Regions from separate parts of the Mus musculus genome. Here all the other regions are linked to region 1. The links are chromatin contacts, called in public HiChIP or PLAC-seq maps. All regions are on one chromosome and are shown on one strand. Each heading gives the region's core, a stretch centred on a gene start, on an enhancer-like site or on the middle of the called end of the contact. The rest is flanking DNA. Distances are from core to core; before and after follow the strand shown. Region 1 holds the start of Gpt (glutamic pyruvic transaminase, soluble). Region 2 holds the start of Rbfox2 (RNA binding protein, fox-1 homolog (C. elegans) 2). Region 3 holds the start of Iqank1 (IQ motif and ankyrin repeat containing 1).

Region 1 (3,288 bases), core at 185-2,684:
GCCCAGTGAGGCGGAGCTAGCGGGGGGGGGGGGGTAAAAAGAGTGAAACTGCAGGGGGCGGAGCTGATAGGTTTACCCGTGGGGTTGCCGGGGTTGATGACGCATAGTACTCGAGGGCAGCAGCGGTCACGTGCCTGGCACAGAGCGCGCCGCAGCTCAGCGATGTCAAGAGCCCAGGCGCGCTCTTCGTCCAGGTAGTAGTCCACTTGCACGGCGTCCAGCTCAGCCAGCGCAGCTGAGTACAGTGGGTACTGAGGAATGGGAATGAGTACACCGGTTCGCGCACGGCCCTCGCCGGCTACCAGCAGCTTGAGCATGGTCTGTAGGCCGGATAGGGAGCCCAGCGTTAGTGCAACCAGAGTTGTACACCCCACCCCGCCCCCACCACCGCCCTGTGCTGACGCTGCTGCACCAGACTCAGCCCCATCTAGCCTCACACATAGGGCTACTCCGATTTGACCTGCCCTGCCCTGGGCTACCCTACCACGATGGCATCGCTGGCCCCTGTGGACAGAAATATGTTGTTCGGGTCTGCAGGGATGCCTCCGTCTCTCCTCTCAATATATTGCGCCACATCCTCCCGAATCGGCTGGATTCCAGAGCTAATGCTATAGGCACCTGAAAGGGGACAAGCTAAATGAGGTGGGCCAAGTCCTGTAATCTTCCCAAGGGACTCGTCCCTCTCTGCCTCTCCTTAAGGCTTGGGCTCCACCTAGAGCTCGCACTCACCCAGGCTGTGGCCCCCGCATGCCTGCAAGATGCGTTCTGCCCTTCTCTTGGCATCCTCTGGGAAGTCCGGACTGCTCAGAAGATTGGGGTAGACACAGAGGGCCAGGACCTGGAAGAACCAAGTACTGAGTCCAGAGCAGCTGGGGAAGGAGGAGTAACCACAGGTAGTACAGCAGCCTAACCTGGCGGAAGAAGGTGATGGGTCTCTGCCCCATGGCTTGTGCATCCCCAATATTGGCACGGATAACCTCAGTAAAAGGCTTCTTCACACCCTGGGAAAGAAAGGAAGCGGGCAGGGAGATTGAACACCACCACCCTACTCTACTGCCTTTGTCCCACATTCCACTGTGCTGGGGACGAGCTCAGCAGCCCAAGTTTAGCAGAAGGGCAGTAAGTGGCCCAAGGCAATACCTGGCGCAGCTCCTGCTCCAGCTCCAAGGCACGTTGCACGATGGGGCCTCGGACTGCATACTCCACCCTCCGCACACATGGGTTCATGGTATCCAGAGTTAGCACCTTCCCCTTCAGTCCATTCCTTGAAGCCTGGATCCGGTCATTCCTTTGTGAGGCCATGGCTGCTCAAAGCAGGCAAGAATGCTGGCTCAAGAAGAAGGGTCCAGTTGGGGAGCAGGGCTGGGAATGGGGAGTCTGCGTGAGGTAAGGCACCACCCTCTCCACGGCAGCCTTCTGGCCCTACTGAAAGGGGCAGAAAAGGCTGAAGGAACTGGAGCACCCTGGGCCCCGCCCCATCAGGCTGGGCACAGATCTGCCCCAGGGTGCCAGAGGGAGTTGGTAAGGCAGCAGGCGGGGCTTGGGGCGAGGCCCAGTGCCGCCTAGTGTCCCCACGAGGGAGCAAGAGACCCACTTGGGGAGTAGGGACAGACGGATGGTTCAATACTTGACACACTGGAAACTGGGAGAAGAGAGCACTGAGCATCTCAGCCTATTAAGAACAGAACCAGGGACTACTGGAGATTTACCCTAGCAAGGCCCAGCTGAAGCCTAGGCCTCAGACCTGATACACACTCCATCTTTACTTTAAGCAAGTGGACTTGTCTCCTAGGTAACTAAGCCAGGCCTTGGGAATCTGGGGAGCACTGGGGGAAGGGAGAAAGATGTGTAGTCTCTGGGTTCCATGGGGACTGACAGAGTGCTATGCTTGGACCTTGGTCTCTGATGAGCCACTGCAAGGGTTTAGGGGGAGGGGAAGAGACTGGAGACGGGACAGCTAGTTCTGGACACACCTCACCCTGGACTGCCCTCATGCCCTTTCAATACACATCAGCTTGAGGGTGCCCTTAGGTCGACAACCCAGGCCAAGGGTAACTAAGTCCCCTTCCCTGCTGCTCCTGATTGGTAGAGAGAACAGGAAGTGAGCTCTGATAGGCCCACAGTACCCCACTCCCACTGGCCTTCTAGAAAGCTTATAGACTTGCTCAACACCTGGTCATCTAAGCCCTTGGACCCATCATGGCTCAGGCTAAGGGCTGGGGAGAATGACTTCTAAGCTGGGCAGCAGGCAGCTAGGAAGGCATGAGGTGAGCCTTAATCCCTCTGTCCCTGGAGGCCCTGGAGTGGGGACACACTCACCTCTGATCTCTTGGCTCTGATGCCACAGTAGCCTCCCAGCTCAGTGGCCTTTCTCTGGCCCTCAGGACACACCACAGATTAATATAGGCTTGGCCCTGGCAGAACCTGCCACTGCCTGCCTCTTACTAGCAGGGCCCAAGTAGGAGTGGTAGCAGGTGGACTTCAGGCAGCGGCGGCACAGCCCTACTCTAAATTTAACCAGCAGTCATCACCAACCCTCCCCCAAGCCCTTCCAAGGACACTAACCCTCCAACCACAGGTGCTAGAGGAAGGACAGGCCCTGAGGATGGACACCAGGCTGACCAGGTCAGTGCCCATGTGACCTCGTAGAGATGGCCATGCAAATACAAATGCAACGGTCATGATCTAGAATTGCCTTCTTCCCTCTAGCTTGAGGCCCCTAAAGGGCCCCTCTCATTCTGATACACTGTCCCTAGCCAGCACAGCCCAAGTGGCCAACTGCTTGTCACCTATACCAGCACAGGCGGAAGCTGGCAGACATGCCCCAGGATCAGGGCTTCATGCCAGAAACTGAGACCATGACCCTGGGAAGCACCTAACTAATGCCAGTCTTCTGCCTGTTTCACGCTGCTGGCTCTGGCCCAGTCCTGTGGAAAACACTGTCTCCCTTCCAGCCAGCGTTCCTGTCCCTCTGCATGGCCACCCACTCCATCACCCATGAAGAGTTTTTTCCAAAGTGTCCTACTGCTTTCAGGAAAGCAAAGGGTTACAGAAGAGCCTCCAAGAAGCTGAACCAACTAGGAGAGGTGGAAGTTAAGGCTGGGCTTCTTGCCTATGGCCTTGAGCCTTTCTCCCACAAAGGCTGGGGCTGCTACCTGCAAGCCCGAGCATGCACCTATCTACAGGTTTGGGTGCTCCTGGGCATGGGTGGCTCCTAACCAGTGAGACACATGGGAAGGCTCCGTGGCAAACAGCCTTTATCAAGAGTCACAATAAACAGACTGTGGC
Region 2 (3,338 bases), core at 838-3,337, 610 kb before region 1:
CACCTCAGGAATCGATGTAAGAGAGGAAGGGTTTGTGATTTCAAGTCAAAGTCACTCCGTGGCTCCAGAGTCTGAGTGAGGAGGCTAGGCATGAACACCACCACAGCAAGGATTATGTGGTGGGGCAAACTCACCTCCAGGTAGACTGGAAGTGGCAGATGGAGGAAGAGGCTGGGGACTAGAGAGACACTTTCAGACCAAGCCCCTAGCAGCCCGCTTCCTCCCATCTGTCCTCACCTTCCAGGTTTTTTTTTTTTTTTTTTTTTTTTTTACCATCCTCCAATCATGAATCAGTCAGTGCACTAATGTGACTGGGCTCAGCAATTAAGTTCTCAGGATCCAAACACTTGCCCTAAGTCTGTCAGCTGTTACCGTATGAGCCTCTGGGGGACTTTTTCGATTCAAGTCATAACATGATCAAAGTTCTTAATGTTGATAACTCACTTGATCTTCATAATAATTATTTTAAAAATAGTATTATTATGCTAATTTTAGGTGTCAGAGCTAAGCTGAGGGACAAGAGCCGTTAATTAACTCCCTCCCATAAGGTGTCAAGGCTTGTAAATGGCTAAGCTATTGCAACCTACAAACATACAAATACTCAGTAGGAAAACCCAGCTCCAAGGCAAGTTGTGCAGTCTTTTCCAACTAGCCTGCAAGCCCTTCTATTCCCTCTCTTAACCACCAGTGGTCCGGCATTACATGGGCAGGAGTGGTCAAGCCTCCCTGGGACTCGTCTGGCTCTGAAGCAGAGATCTTCATCCCTCTGTCCATTTTTAGGTGCTTAACTCAAGTTCAAAGGTCAAGTCACAGACTGGTTGCAAGTAACCTTAGACATCACCTGACCTGGGGTTTCTCAATCTCTGAACTATTGGCATTCTGGTTTGGACAAGTCTCTCTTGCAGGGATTGTTCTCTGCACTGTAGAGTTCTGAATAACATTCAAAGCTTCTATTCAGTAAATGCCAGTATAGTCTCCATTTGTGAAGAACAAAATTTACCATATGACAAATACGGAAGTGGGAGATGCTGAAAGGGTCTGAAACTTTTTCTTGGCTGGGAACCACTGATCCAAAGGATTATTTCAGATACTGCAGTTGGGATCCAAAGAGAAAAACTCACTTGTTTAAAGTAGCAAGCAAGGGTAAGGCTAGAAGCTAGGTTATTGCACAATATCCCTTTCCATGTCACAGTATGGAACCCTGAGAGGCAGAAGCAGTTTCTATTTACAATCAGGTGGAGAAAACCTACCGGACAGACCTAACTGCACAAAGCTGATAAGCTAGGAAGGGCTATTCAGGCAGCAAGGAGTAAAACCAAGAGATTGCCATCTTGACTGGCCACATATTTCTGCTTCAGGACTTGAACAAATTCAGGTCCATCCATTGGATTAAAACCATGTTTTCTACTGTCAGGCTCAAAATGGTTCCGTAAATGCCCTATGTAAACGTAAAGCTCTTAAAAAAACACCAGGCGTTATTTATTACTATTATTAGAGACAGTTTTTCTGTGTAGGGCTATCCTGGAACTCACTATGCAGATAGACCAGGTTGGCTTCGAACTCAGAGATACTCCTGTCTTTGCTTCCTACTTCCTAGGACTAAAGGTGTGCACCACCGCCATGCCTGGCAACATCAGAAATATTGACATCATTAGAGATGCAATTATTCGCTTCATAGCACCATTTCTCAGAAAAGTTTATATGGGAGCCATCACTCCTGGACTTCCCAGGTCTTGGGCTGGAGAGGAAGGAGGCAAAGGGACCTTCCTCTCGCAGAGCGCCCCTCTGCTTCCCTAAATCCCAGGAAGCCAGATGAGAGAGATCAGGTCATCACTTCTCACTAGTGCAACTAGTCCAAGTTGCTCCCCCGAACTCCTGCCCTTCAAGCTCCGCCCCCCGGCCACCGCCTTAAAAGAGGCGGCCCCTTCTCTCTCCATGCTTCCCAGAGCATCCCCGAGCTTCCCGAGCTTTTCCGAGTCCTTCCCGGCCTCCCGCGGGCGGCCCGCGCGGAGGCGACGGAGATTGCCGAGGGGCGTAGCCACGCCCCCTCACTACAGCCTCCTCTCGCGCGGGCGGCCCGAGTCCCACACATCCAGGTTCCTCCCTCCTTCTCTCCTTTCTCTCTCCCCGCCTTCCCGGCGCTGCCACAGTGGCGGGACGGAGGATCCCGACCAGTCAGCTCGCTGCGGCCTCGCGCTCCTCCTCCTCCCAAATAAACAGCCCTCCCCAAGCTGGGAGCCCAGGCCGTCCCCTTCCCCGCACGGCTGGCGAGTGGTGAGGGAGCGCGGGACTGAAGGACCAAGGGACCGAGGGATCGGCGCACGCGCGTGCGAGTGAGAGAGCGAGCGAGCGGCCGGCGCGAAGCCGGAGCAGAAGCCGGAGCCGGGGCCGAAGCCGAAGCCGGAGCCATAACCTGAGTCGGAGCGGTAGTGAAGCCGAAGCCGAAGCCGGGCTCCGGACCGACGCGCACGCACACACGCACGCGGGGGGCGGGGCCGGCGCGCGCCCGCCTGTCGCGACTGTCGGCACCGAGGCCCAGGGGGAGGTGGCCTGTCGCGGGTCGCCCGGCTCCCGGTGGCGAAGGGGGCGCGGGCGGATGGCGGAAGGCGGCCAGGCGCAGCAGCAGCCGCCTCAGCTCGGGCCCGGCGCTGCCGCCCGGGGCATGAAGCGGGAGTCGGAGGTGGAGTTGCCGGTGCCCGGAGCGGGGGCAGACGGACCCGAGCCCGGCCTGAGCAAGCGGCCACGCACAGAGGAGGCGGCCGACGGCGGGATGCAGGTGACCGCGCGGGACGGGCGCCCGGTTACGGAGGGCCGCGGCGGGCTCGGGCCTCCGGGCGCCGGGTGGGCCTGGCTGGAGAGTGGGCTTGGGGCCGGGTGCAGGGGCTGGAGGGGCCCCGGAGGCAGCGCGAGGGAGTGGGATTTTTTTTTTTTTCCTTTTGGAGTTGGGATTGAACAGGATCGGGATGCAGTCCATTTCTTAAGCCTGTGCTCAGTTTGTTGAGAAGTTGAGGGTTCTTGGGTCGATTTGTCCAGAGGAGAGCTGTTGGGCCGAGCTGAGAGCGAGGGAAGCTGGTGGTGGGAAAGCTCCGGAGAAGAAGGGCGCCTTTTGGTTTACACTGGGATGAGGAAAGGGGGAACGGCATGTGGAGAACAGACTGAAAAGCCAGCCAACTCCTGGAGAGAGAGCGAGCCCGAAAGGGGATGTGGCTTAGCTTGTGGGTTCAATCAGTTACTCGAGCAGTCTTGAGAAGTCCGCGGAGTTTGGTAGTGTGATGCTCTGTCTCAGTTTTGTGCAGCATGTTATTAAGTCTGGAGAGAGACACCAGGCAGATCCCGCC
Region 3 (3,346 bases), core at 127-2,626, 690 kb after region 1:
GCAGCAGGAGCATAGACCTCCAGCATGTCCCCCAGCCAGCTTCTTGGTCCACCTGCCCGCCCCTGGTGGTCTAAGGATGTGCCCAGTAGCTCGAGGAAGGATACCTAGCAAGAGGATGTGTCCCTTTATGCTGGTACCCCCGTCCTCTACAATTCTGGATCTGCCTGTCCTTCTGTGTTCTAACACCATCCTCTAAATCGCTGGGCTAGAAGCTCAACAGCCTGAGCTCTGCGGACTTGCTTTCAACTACTGCCAACGTGGGTCTGCTGAACACAGCCCCTCCCCACCCGCAAACCCTCTTCCTTCTTGGCCTTGGGAATCTCTGCTGTCTGGTTCTGGAAGCAATGCCCTTCTCCCTAGTATACAAGGCAGGCCCCCCATTCACTCCTCTTGGAAGAACTTTCCGCTCCTGTTTTAGTAGGGTCTTCCAGTGCCCTAGAACCCCTCACAGGGCCAATGAATAGGAAAGCGGGTAGTGCAATCGCTGACTCCATACACTTATGTACCCACTAGGCTGGGGCCGCAGGGCTCCAGAGTGCATTTGGGGATGGAGTTAATGAAATGTTATCCTAAAAGTAGGACCAGAAAGTGACTGAAAGTAAGCTGTCTTACGGACAATGTTCAGGCAGGTGGCAGACACTGAGAATCTAGGACAGGAGAAGTGGTAGGTAGGAAGCTGGCTTGGACATGTGACTGAGTTCAGGGCACGGCATGCGTAGAGGAGTGGGTTGGAGGGAGGGCTGGGTAGATTAGGGCTCTAGGAGGAACTAAGTCCTTAGGTGTACGGGTGATGTGTTGGGGTCGATACAACCATGAGGTTCCCTGTCTGTAGAGGATCCAGTACTTGCAGCATCTTGGGTGCAGCCTCTTTTAATGTGCATGTATTAAGACGGGACCTTTGTGTCTTCAGTTGGTTTGCACAGGAAAGGATCAGTGGGTGCCAGGACCGACACTGTTGGAGCAGTTTAGAGAGTGATCCTCATGTGAGATGGGGACTTGGGGGGTACGATTGGTTTGCGGGATTCTGTGTGGCAGAGGGGCTTCTGCTGGCGGATCACTCCAGATTCCCTTGTGCCTGAGGGGTCCCATGGGTACGGGTGAGTGCGCAGGAACCTTTATGGTTGGGCAAATGAGTGGGGAGGTCCGTGGAGTTCCTATGCTGTCGGTCTCATGCGCGAAGATGAGCCTGCGGGGAGTGGACTGGGGAAACTAGAGGTGTGTCTGCGAACGGTAGGGCGGTCACTTGAGTGAGATGGGTACCCAAACACCCCCCCCCCCCCCCCCCGTCTGAGACCTCACCTGCCTCACCTGCCTCTCGCAACACAGAGGCCAGAAGCTCCGCCCCTCGCGTCGAGCTGGCCAGTTTCCTAGCGACTAAGCCGGAACTTCCGAGTTACCCCAACTTCCGGGGCGAGGGTCAGGGGTCGGCAGTAGGGGCTTTGAGCGATCGGTTTTCAAATAGGTTCAAGGGGCTTCAGTGTCCGGAAAGACGAGGCTCTAGAAATCCGGAGCGGCGCTGGCCAGGGTCCGGAGCGCAGCTCTGGGGCTCCACCAGAGCGCTCAGGGGTCGGGGTTGGGGTGTGGGCTGGGGGCGCCAGTGAAGCCACACTGGGAACCCGGGATCGCGGCCGGGGTCCGGGGCGCGGAGGGCGCAGGAATGCGGGCGCGTCGGGGTGGGGCCGCCCCGCCCAGGTGCTGCCCGGACAGGCAGGAGGCAGAGCGCGGGCGGGGCGGGGGCGGGCGCGTGAATCAGGCCGAACGGGCGGGCGGGCCGCGGCGGGGAGTGGCTGTCGGACGGACGGGACCGCGAGGCCGCTGGGCGGCGGTGGGCTCCTGCTGCCCCTGTGCCGAAACCCCGCTCACCTGGCCAGGTAGGGCTCCCGCCCCGGAGCGGGCCGGGCACAGCACGGCGGGGCGAGGCACACGGGACGGGAGGCTCGGGCCTCCGCGCGGTGCCACCTGGGTCTGGTCTCTGGACCTGGGCCGGGCGGTGCAGTGAGCGCGTGCTTTGGGACTGGGTGGGAGACAGGGAGACTGCGCTCCGGGGCACTGGGTGAGGGATTTTCCAGGGTCACGCTGGCAAGTAGGAGACTGAACAGTGCGATTCGCTCTGGCGGCCTAGGTATTGTCAGGACATGACCTGTACCTTTCCCGGAGCCTCTCCCCGAGCCGCCATGAACCGGGGTGTCTAGGGCTGGGTCCTTGTGTGGAAGGCAGGGAAAACTGGACTCTCCTAACTCCTGATCTCATATCCCTGGACTGGATCGGCAGATAAGATACCTGGCCTGGGTAGCCGCTAACTTCCTGGGGTACAGTAACACCTTTGGGCCTTGCAGTGCCTAACCTGAAAGCTGTATAATTCATCGACTTCCGGTCTTCCTAGGTTCTTCTTGTCCCCCACAACCCCAATCCTTCTTGATCACAATCATCCTGTCATCCTCTTTGTGTAGTAGCCTAAGGTCCTCAACCATGGATCCCCCTTCCAGACCCAGGAACACTACTACCTCCTGCCAGACAGGAGAGGAAAGGGTCATTTTCTTGCCCTACTTGTGGTGAAGGGCCTGGGGCTAGCTTCAGGTAGGAGGTCAGGAACAAAAAATTCCTGCTGAGTCACTGGTTTGGGTGGGATAGGCTCCTTCCTTAAGCAGGGCCCCACTTGGATAGGCAGATGTCAGTGAGCAGGCTGTTGGATTCATCGCTGATAGGAGTGGTCACCGCCCCGTCTATCGTCAAGGGGCGATGTGTACCAGTGAATGATTGTAAGGGCATTTAAGGTCGTGTGTGACTTCTGTGAGGTCAGGTACCACAGTGGCCGCTCAGGACTAAGGCCACTTCCCAACCCATGTGTCTCTGAGGGTTCTCACCACTGGCTAGACAGTATCAGTTCTCAGTCTTATACAAGGAAGTGTCCCCTCAGCGTGAGCATGCTAGGATCCCCAGGTAGTGTGGGAATGCTGCCTAGGAGAGCTGGCTCCAGTCTGAGACCTGTCCAAGCAGACAGGCCCGCATCAGACCCCAGGTGCTCTGCTTCCATCTCCCCAGAACAGTGTGCCACGCCTCACATTGCAGACAGGAAGGAAAAGCAACAGCCTTAGGTCAGGGCAATGCCCCAGAGGGAAGTCGGAGCACTCTTCTTAGGGCCAGTAGACATAGGAGTGTCCCCACCTCCAATCTCTGTCACACTTGGACTTGCTAATGTGTTACGCCATGCCCCTAGGGGTGGCAGACACTGTAGCTCCCTGGGTCATACACAGCAGAGTCCCGCTGGACCCCCAACGTCATTGAACAAGTATCCCCTAATACCAGAGCTGCCATCCTGTCAGCATCGCTGGCCCACTCCTCAAGG

The links. HiChIP or PLAC-seq counts read pairs in DNA pulled down with a chosen protein or histone mark.
Region 2: a contact with region 1 is called in a FOXA1 HiChIP or PLAC-seq map of pancreatic cancer cells. The contact joins the promoter of Rbfox2 here to the promoter of Gpt in region 1. A contact is called at or near these places in 1 of 39 promoter capture datasets (neural stem cells) and 1 of 115 datasets of contacts at active chromatin or transcription factors (pancreatic cancer cells).
Region 3: a contact with region 1 is called in an HNF4G HiChIP or PLAC-seq map of pancreatic cancer cells. The contact joins the promoter of Iqank1 here to the promoter of Gpt in region 1. A contact is called at or near these places in 1 of 39 promoter capture datasets (embryonic stem cells), 2 of 115 datasets of contacts at active chromatin or transcription factors (bone marrow-derived macrophages and pancreatic cancer cells) and 1 of 9 other capture datasets (pancreatic islet).

The regions. Positions count from the first base shown.
Region 1 is chr15:76,694,872-76,698,159 of GRCm38.p6, reverse strand. It overlaps Gpt (glutamic pyruvic transaminase, soluble), which reads right to left and starts at 1,434. Exons shown (of 11, transcript NM_182805.3): 1 at 1,141-1,434; 2 at 912-1,001; 3 at 730-838; 4 at 485-618; 5 at 77-320. The coding sequence starts at 1,302. Ppp1r16a (protein phosphatase 1, regulatory subunit 16A) reads right to left here. Exons shown (of 12, transcript NM_001358933.1): 12 at 3,241-3,288.
Region 2 is chr15:77,305,802-77,309,139 of GRCm38.p6, reverse strand. Rbfox2 (RNA binding protein, fox-1 homolog (C. elegans) 2) reads left to right here and starts at 2,087. Exons shown (of 14, transcript NM_053104.6): 1 at 2,087-2,776. The coding sequence starts at 2,597.
Region 3 is chr15:76,007,899-76,011,244 of GRCm38.p6, reverse strand. Iqank1 (IQ motif and ankyrin repeat containing 1) reads right to left here and starts at 1,376. Exons shown (of 14, transcript NM_001370920.1): 1 at 1,300-1,376. It overlaps Fam83h (family with sequence similarity 83, member H), which reads left to right and starts at 1,747. Exons shown (of 5, transcript NM_001168253.1): 1 at 1,747-1,871.